Linked DNA regions of Rattus norvegicus: regions 1 and 2 are each linked to region 3. The links are chromatin contacts, called in public Hi-C maps. All regions are on one chromosome and are shown on one strand. Each heading gives the region's core, a stretch centred on a gene start, on an enhancer-like site or on the middle of the called end of the contact. The rest is flanking DNA. Distances are from core to core; before and after follow the strand shown.

The links. A called contact is a pair of places that touch in the nucleus more often than the background predicts.
Region 1: a Hi-C map of liver shows a contact between it and region 3, with 5 times the contacts expected there. The contact joins the enhancer-like site here to the promoter of Akap13 in region 3. A contact is called at or near these places in 2 of 12 Hi-C or Micro-C datasets (the A7r5 cell line and liver).
Region 2: a contact with region 3 is called in a Hi-C map of mammary epithelial cells, with 2.2 times the contacts expected there. The contact joins the enhancer-like site here to the promoter of Akap13 in region 3. A contact is called at or near these places in 4 of 12 Hi-C or Micro-C datasets (the A7r5 cell line, the Rat2 cell line, Schwann cells and 1 more).

The regions. Positions count from the first base shown.
Region 1 is chr1:138,815,592-138,818,291 of GRCr8, forward strand. The region is part of intron 2 of Akap13 (A-kinase anchoring protein 13); the gene reads left to right. Among named protein-coding and RNA genes, the nearest start is that of Akap13, 93 kb to the left of the region's middle. Within about 2 kb of position 1,405, at least 4 of the 93 cell types and tissues checked have an H3K27ac peak or open chromatin away from gene starts, as enhancers often do. A contact at or near this core is called in liver, where this site is marked.
Region 2 is chr1:138,621,268-138,623,967 of GRCr8, forward strand. No RefSeq gene overlaps it. Among named protein-coding and RNA genes, the nearest start is that of Sv2b, 60 kb to the left of the region's middle. Within about 2 kb of position 1,339, at least 17 of the 93 cell types and tissues checked have an H3K27ac peak or open chromatin away from gene starts, as enhancers often do.
Region 3 is chr1:138,722,786-138,725,485 of GRCr8, forward strand. Akap13 (A-kinase anchoring protein 13) reads left to right here and starts at 1,365. Exons shown (of 38, transcript NM_001106271.3): 1 at 1,365-1,469.

The DNA.
Region 1 (2,700 bases), core at 155-2,654, 93 kb after region 3:
GCATGGTTTCATCTAAGTAAGCCAATACAGGAGTTTGGCTGGGACTGTACAGTTCTTACCTAGCCTGTGCTGTATCACATTTCCCCCCAAAAGGCTTTTAGACAAAGGAGTTTACAGTCCTATACCCTGTAAATCACTGCCTACCATCTGTTTTCTGAAGCAAAATTTCATTGAAACCGGGTTGTAGCTTTTTAATTTTACTAATTTATTTGAGGGGGATTATAAGTATGGAAGCTAGAGGATAGTTCTCTTCTTCCAACCTGTGGGTTCTGTGGATCCGGCAAAGGTCTGTGAAGAGATGGAGAGGTTTAAGGAGCAAGGTTCCCACAAGTACCGGATTTACCACATAAGCCATTTGCCAGCCTGTCCTTGTTTCAAAAAGAGAATTGAGTAATTGTGAGAGTGATCAGATATGTTCTACAAAGCTGAAAGTTTTTACTGTCTAGTCCACAGGAAACATTTTCCTACCCCTTTGTTGGAGTTGAGATCAACCGTGCATGGTAGAGACTCTGTTCTGACCTTTTTCATAGCCTTGGTCTTCTCAGAGAAAGACTCTTCATCTTAGTACCTGGGCATTAGTGTTAAAACAGAAACTTGTTTTCTGGTCTTGTATGATACAAAAAGAAAGGTTTGCCCCTTTCTTGACTCCAATTTCCTTTTGCCATTCATGGTTCAGACTTTAGTCTTTCTGAGTTGGTTTGGATTCCGCTCCGAGGCTGGGGTGTGCGTGTGTGTTGTGGCTTACAGTACAAATCTCTGTAACAGGTCCCAGCCTGCTTCTGGGGAACAGATGTCCACCCTCACATAGAGCTTTCCCTATCCTCCACCCTGCTCCGTGTATCCGACATCACTGCTTCTGAGGGCACGCAGCATTGGCTGTAGCGGCCTTCGGCACAGCTCTTTTAAGACTTGCCCAAGAAGCGGCAAATAGCAGGACTGTGGACCGCAGTTTCTAGGAGGAGAGATTGGTCCACCTGTTTGTGACTAGAGGCTCCTTCCTCTGTGACATGTTGCTTTTTTCACTTGGTGTTTTCATGGGTGGACTGGAGCAGGTTGCACTGCAAGCATGCTAAGTAGGGATGAGCTGGAGGAATAGAGAACTGCCTCTCCTCCTCAGCACTTGAATAAGGTCTTTAAAGATGGGAAGGAGGTATGTGTGCCTGGGCGAGCAGGAATTCACAGCCTCCCAAGTGACCTTCCTCTTTTGGTAATTTCTGTCCAGCAGTATTTCTCTCACATAGGAACTGTAATTCTTTTAAAAATCTGAATCATGTTCCTGGGTTACTTGCCTCTCCTGGTGGTTTAACACCACACATAAAACAAACAAATCCCCCATATAAAGCACTCCAAAGTTGTGTTGCCTCCCATCAGTGTGTGTTTGTGTCTCGTGACTGAACTTTGTTCCTTGTTGCTGCTGAGTTTGTGCTTGCCTTCCACTTGCCACGTTCTCTGACCCGCTGCCATCGAGAATCAGTGCAAATGTGACTTTTCGGAGGAATGTTCTCTCGATGTTCTTGGCACACTTTGTATGAAAATCTTTCTCGCCCCTGCTTCATGCACACTTCAGCCTCCTGTTTGTTAAAAAAAATTTAATCATTTTCCCCCAAGGGAATTTTCCCTTCGAGGTTACATTTTATCATCTGACTGCGTTTGATGCCTTAAGCTCCTTCTACGGAGATTGTGAGCAGTTCCTAATGTAACATGACTAACTGGCAGTCGTTCGGGAAAGGGTTGACTGTTTGCCTTATTGCAGGGTCGGCGTCTTGTACTTGAGCATCCTGCGTGGTGGCAGGTGCCCTGCTCTTGGTTCTGGCATTTCAGTAATGGCACTGTGGAGTGGAAGGCTTTGTGTGGGGGTACCTATGCATTCCCTCTCCCATAATTTGGGTCCCATAATTAAATTTTGTGGCATTATTTTTGGGGACAGTATTGAATATAAGGAAAAGCTCATGAAGATGCAGAGTTTATTGTTTCAAGTTGGCTGTTGTTACATGGCATGGTAAAAGTTCCGTCACAGCTAGTGTTTGCAACTTCTCAGATTTCACAGCTGTTTCCCTACAACTGGATTTAGTCTGTAATTTCTTTCACCTCCTCCCCTGTCACCTTTGACAGTTCATTGTTTGAGAAGAAACTTGAAGTCTAGCAACAGAATGTGTGTTCTTTGTGCCTTAGTGACCTGTGTGAGATAACTCTGTGGGAAGCCTTTCTGTCTGCTTTGCTCAGTCCTGTCAAGATCTCCTTTCATTTCTGACCCTGATCCTGCTTTTGCTGCAGTGCTTATTCAGCTCGTACAGCTTTATGGGTCTTCTCCCTGAAAGAAGAAACTGTGACCCACAAGGAGCAGGAAGTGTCTTGTCTTTATAGCCTCAGGTTCATTCGTCCACCTGCTCGCCAGTGTCAGTTGTGAAAAGAAAGGATAAGATTTCGTGAACTTATGTGCAGCATTTTAAGGTTCCTCTTTTAAATATTAACTATTTCGGGTTTAGCTCAACAGACATTGAGGACTGACTTGCTATAGGCCAGCCACGTTACAGACCTGTTGAGTGCAAGCAAACCAGTGCTTCCTGTTACTTAGCTGTGTTCTGATGACATCTTCTGCACCTGCCTGTCTGCCTTAAATGATCTGCCTTGAGTCAGGGGCATCATGGGGCATAGGAATTTCTACAGAAGCTCTCCTGGTCACAGCTCTCTCTGTAGCCT
Region 2 (2,700 bases), core at 89-2,588, 100 kb before region 3:
CTTGTACGCCTATGCCCGTATATACACAAACACACATGCATACATTACACGCACACACACACACACACACACACAATGAAAAGCAAGCAAAGTACAGTAAAGGATGAACCGACAGCCAACAGCACTGACATTTATTTATTATTGTTATCAAGTATTATGTGGTGTATATAACTGTGTGTGCTGTGCTTTTTATGGCTGGCAGCACAGTAGGGTTTTTACACCAGCAGCATCACAAGCATGCCTATGATGTCACTAAGAGCTAGAAACTTTCCAGGGCTAATCCAATCCTATGGGACTACTTCCTCGTGTGTGACAGACAGTTCTGAAACATCACCATGCAATGCTGACTCAACTCAGACAAGAGAGAAGCACAAACAAAAGCAGCTGACATGGAGTCATGGTGTAAACAGTTAAACAACTTGTCTAACTGGGTTTGTTTTCCGGGTTAAGCTACTTTTCTCAAGTACCTCTTTGTGTCCTTTCTACCCATTGGTAGGCTCCTGTGTGTGTGTGTGTGTGTGTGTGTGTGTGTGTGTGTACACACGCACTCAAGCATGTGCACCCTTGGCTTTTGAGGCAAGGTCTTGTTATATAGCCTAAGCTAATTCATAAACTCAAGTTCCTTTTGCCTCAATTTCCTGAGTGTTGCAAATGCATACCTCCATGCTTGTCTGCAGTCATTCTTTTCTTTTTTTAATTAACTTGAGTGTTTCTTATTTACATTTCGAGTGTTATTCCCTTTCCCGGTTTCCGGGCCAACATCCCCCTAACCCTTCCCCCTCCCCTTCCTTATGGGTGTTCCCCTCCCTATCCTCCCCCCATTGCCACCCTCCCCGCAACAATCACGTTCACTGGAGGTTCAGTCTTAGCAGGACCAAGGGCTTCCCCTTCCACTGGTGCTCTTACTAGGATATTCATTGCTACCTATGAGGTCAGAGTCCAGGGTCAGTCCATGTATAGTCTTTGGGTAGTGGCTTAGTCCCTGGAAGCTCTGGTTGCTTGGCATTGTTGTACATATGGGGTCTCGAGCCCCTTCAAGCTCTTCCAGTTCTTTCTCTGATTCCTTCAACGGGAGTCCTATTCTCAGTTCAGTGGTTTGCTGCTGGCATTCGCCTCTGTGTTTGCTGTATTCTGGCTGTGTCTCTCGGGAGAGATCTACATCCGGCTCCTGTCGGCCGACTGCAGTCATTCTTAACCAACCCTTGAAGACACAGGTTCTGGCTTGAGAGACAGGTAATAGGACACAGTTGATGATTCTGGAACAGTCCTCCAGCACTTACTGCTTCTGAACTCCATCACAGGAGTTTAAACAGAAAGCTCCAAGCCCAAGCACTCATATACGCAGAGAAGCCGCCCACAAGTGTTTTCAAGCCTTCGTCAGTGCCGGCTCTTGCACAACAGCCTCTGTGGCAGGAACCAGCAAAGCAACAGCCAGAAAGAAGAATGTCAATTTCTTGAGCATGGTCGTCACTAGCTGTCGCTTGCAAAGAACTCTCCCCTCCCCTATCACAGAGCTCTGAATGCGAACTTGAAGACCAGAGAAATTGCACAAGAGGCCGGAACTAAACCTCAGCTGTGGGCATGTTGTAGTCAGACTTAAATAGCGATAGTGTCCTCCACGATTTAGAAACATGACCAAAGCAAGTTGGGGAGGAAAAGGATTTATTTGGCTTACACTTCCCTATCACAGTTTACCATGAAAGGAAGTCATCAGGACAGGAATTCAAACAAAGCTGGAACCTGGAGGCAGGAACGAATGCAGGGGCCATGGAGGGGTGCAACTTACTTACTGGCTTGCTTCCCCTGGCTTGCTCAGCCTGCTTTATGACAGAACCCAGGACCACCAGCCCAGGAATACTCCCACCCATAACAGGCTGGGTCCTCCTGCATCCATCACTAATTAAGAAAATGCCCTAAAGACTTGCCTAAAGCCTGATCCTAAGGAGGCCTTTTTTCAAGTGAGGCTCCCTCCTCTGATGGTTCTAGCTTGTGCCACGTTGGTATACGGATCAAAAAGGGGGTGGGGGCATCTCTCCTGCACACAGAGCGATCTTGCAGCTTCGTTTCCATCACACACAAAAGCAGACTGATCAGTCCAGGTGAATGAAATGGGATGTAGGAACTGCTTCATCACCCTTAATTACACAAAGGTCTTCTCTGGTTCACTGAGATCGCCTGACATTAGATCGAAATGGCGCCAGTGACAGCAGTGCCTGGTTCGGCAGCGCCACCGTGTGGTAGAATTATCAATGACAACCCAAACTCAAAAGCATCGTGCCTTCAGTTTCCCCAGATGGCAGTTGGTGACATCCATGAATCAAGGAGTATCTTTCGGGAGAGCCAGGGAGTTGTCACAGAAAGGGGGACAGCAAAAGAGAGGGGCTTTGGTTCTCACTGCCAATGGTATGACATCACGGAATGAGTTAAGTTAAATATTGAGAGTGTATCTCGAGAATAAACAACGCAGTCTTTTGTGCCCTCTACGGTTTAGTCACATGATGGGCTAGCAACGAAGTCTATAGGGCGTGTATTCATCTTCCATATTGGACGAAGATGAATATCAAAAGTTCAGCAACGTGCTCAAAGAAACCTGGTCAGTGACACTCTCTGATCCAAGTAGGCATGGGACAGTAGAGAGAGCTACGCAAGTCTACAATCAAGGTTGAGATCCTAGTAAGTGGAAATTCTGGCTTCTAACAA
Region 3 (2,700 bases), core at 115-2,614:
CCCAAATGACAATGACTTTCATTCTTGCAGTTTTTTGCAGGTCCATATCATGTACTATTTTTTTAAAATTGATTTTGAAATTATATGAAATTAATCTTTTCAAGTAATTCTTTGAACATTTTATTCATTCATATATTTTGGTCACATTCACCCACCCCCATTCCTCTCAACTTCTTATTTTCCTTTTGTTCTTTAAAAACTTACAATCCACTGTGTTCAACTTGTACTGTCCATATATGTGTAGGTGCCATCTAGTGGAGCATGGTTGACCAGATCGGGTCCAATACTTAAAGGACACTGACTCTTGCTTCCTAGTGGCAATCAGTTGTCAAAAGCTCCTTTTAAGCCTTGTCTTCCAATGGGGTAGTTACCTTAGGGGTGCATCCACATGATATTTTTGATTTCATATGTTTTTAACATGAAAATGCAAAGCCAGTATGGCAGGGATTCCATTCTGTTCCTTCCCAGTCAATACCTTTCTCCTCCTAGGAAACCACTTTTCTTACTTCAACTACTATAAATTAATATTGAGCTGCACAGAAAACCTCATATTTCTTAATATTCATAACCCCGGTGTTTTTTCAACTTTCTATTGACCGAAGAGAATAACATTAAAATAGATTGACGTAATAGGCATGTTTTCCCTTAATGACACATTACAATATGTAACTATCAAAGAGAAGTTTCTTTTTGTACCAATTAATGTAATCTCTTGGGTCACCATTGGCACATATCCATACTTTGTTTCTCCGAAGCCACTAGATGATTGCTGAAGTCCATGGCAACTCAAAGGCAATGATTTTGTGGTGAATGAATAGCTCACAGTCACAGGATACACTTGGACAATCTTCATCCTGTCAACGGACCATTCACCCATCCAACACACTTGAGTACTTTGTGTCGCTCCACCTTGGATTCTTAAGAAGACTCCATTGAGTCTTAGAGTCAACGTATGTTAAGTGCTCTGATTTAGGTAAGCACCAGGCGCACAGAGGAAGGGTGGCTTCCGGAGATGGGGCGGATAGGAGAAGGTGGGTGGGCATTTCCCCAGCAGCTGCTGCCAGCCACCCGACTTTGATCACTTTGCCGCCTGGCAGCAGTGGCGGTCAACCTCATCGTTCCTTAGCAACCGGAGCCAACTGCCAAGAAGCGTTCCTATTGGCTTCACAGAATGTGAAGGGCAGTCTAGTTGTCCAATCGAAACTTTGAGGCTTGGCTTGTTGCCCCGCCCACCCCCGATCCGCAGGCGGCGCATGCGCGGGTGGGCAGGGCTGTGTGCAGGGCGGTCGCGGAGCCGGAGTTGCTGCTGCTGCTGCTAAGCGCTTGGGATCGGTCGAGACGGCCGTGCTTGCTCCTTGCTCCAGCCGTCACCGCCGCCGTCGAGGGAGCGGCCGCCTATTGTCCTTCTCCGCCGCCAAGGCGCGGAGCTGCTCCGGCTCGGCCCGCGGGGGAGCCCGGGGAGCCGCACGGTGAGAGCGCAACTTAGTTGAAGGAGTTGAGGGAAGTTTGGGCGTCTGAGGAGGGGGCGCGCGCGCAGCCGCCCCTCCCCCTCGGCTGCCCTCGGCCGCGCGCGCGAGCTGCGGGACGCGGGGGCGCGCGGGCGCGACGCGGGTGGCGGACCCTTCTCCACAGCATGGGCAGCCAGGGGTGGGTGGCGCGGCCGCCGATCCCGGCCTCCTCGGACCCTCGTCCCCTTGCCGCCCGCTCCTGTGGCGCTTGGTGCGACTCTGGTCTGAGAGACGGCTGCTCGGTGGGGCGCGCCGCTCGGACGGAGTGTGCGGCCAAGGGAGCGAGCAGCTCCCCGGGGCAGTCGAGCAGGGTAAACACTGCGGGTCCCGGTCGCCTTTGGGGGCTTTTCCGGGCTTTCTCGGGGGGCTGGGGGGGGCGCGGTTGGCTCCCGGGAAGGGTGGTGCATTCGGCTGCTCCGCCACCGAGCCCTAGTTGCAAGTACTTTGAGAACTAGCGAATCGCTGCTTTTCGTAAGTAGGCTCGCTGACACTTAACTGGGGTGCGAGACATACCCTCATTTTATTTCTCACTAAGAAAGTGTCTATCTTTCAGCTGAAATACTGGGTCACATTATGTTTCTAGACTCTACTGTGAACTCAGGAGTTAACAATGAAAATGGATTGAGCAATCTTTTAGTGTTTCAGTCTTTGCTTTCCCACTTAATAATGAAGTTATTTTGAGGGTGTATTGCCTTGGGCAGGTATACAAAGTGATGTGCCTTGTTTTTTTTTTTGTTTTTTGTTTGTTTGTTTTTCTTGTTACCACCCTCATTATGTCCTATCCGTTTGATTTCCAGAAACCACTTATTTTTTCCCCCCTAAACCTTTGGATTGCCCCTGGTCAGGGGAATCGCTCCAGTTCTTGAAAGGTCATTCATTGTCTGTAACAAAGTTCCTATCAGTCGAGATGACTCTGAGATAAACCAGTGTCACTTTTGTACACCTTCATCTCTTGGGGACTTACAAACTGTTTTAAGCACTTGCCTTCTCAAGTTTTCGGTGGAGTCATTCCACTGCCTGCGTTTCGTTGACTGGCATTTGAGCTGTTTTAGTTCCGAGAGAGGAACTAGCTTAAGTATCATTCATAGTAAACACAATGGCCCTGTTATTTCATGTTAATTTCAGTTGTATTTCTATGACGTCTGTTAAACTTAAATTTTTCTTTGAAGGCTCCTGCAAATGGCATTTCGCT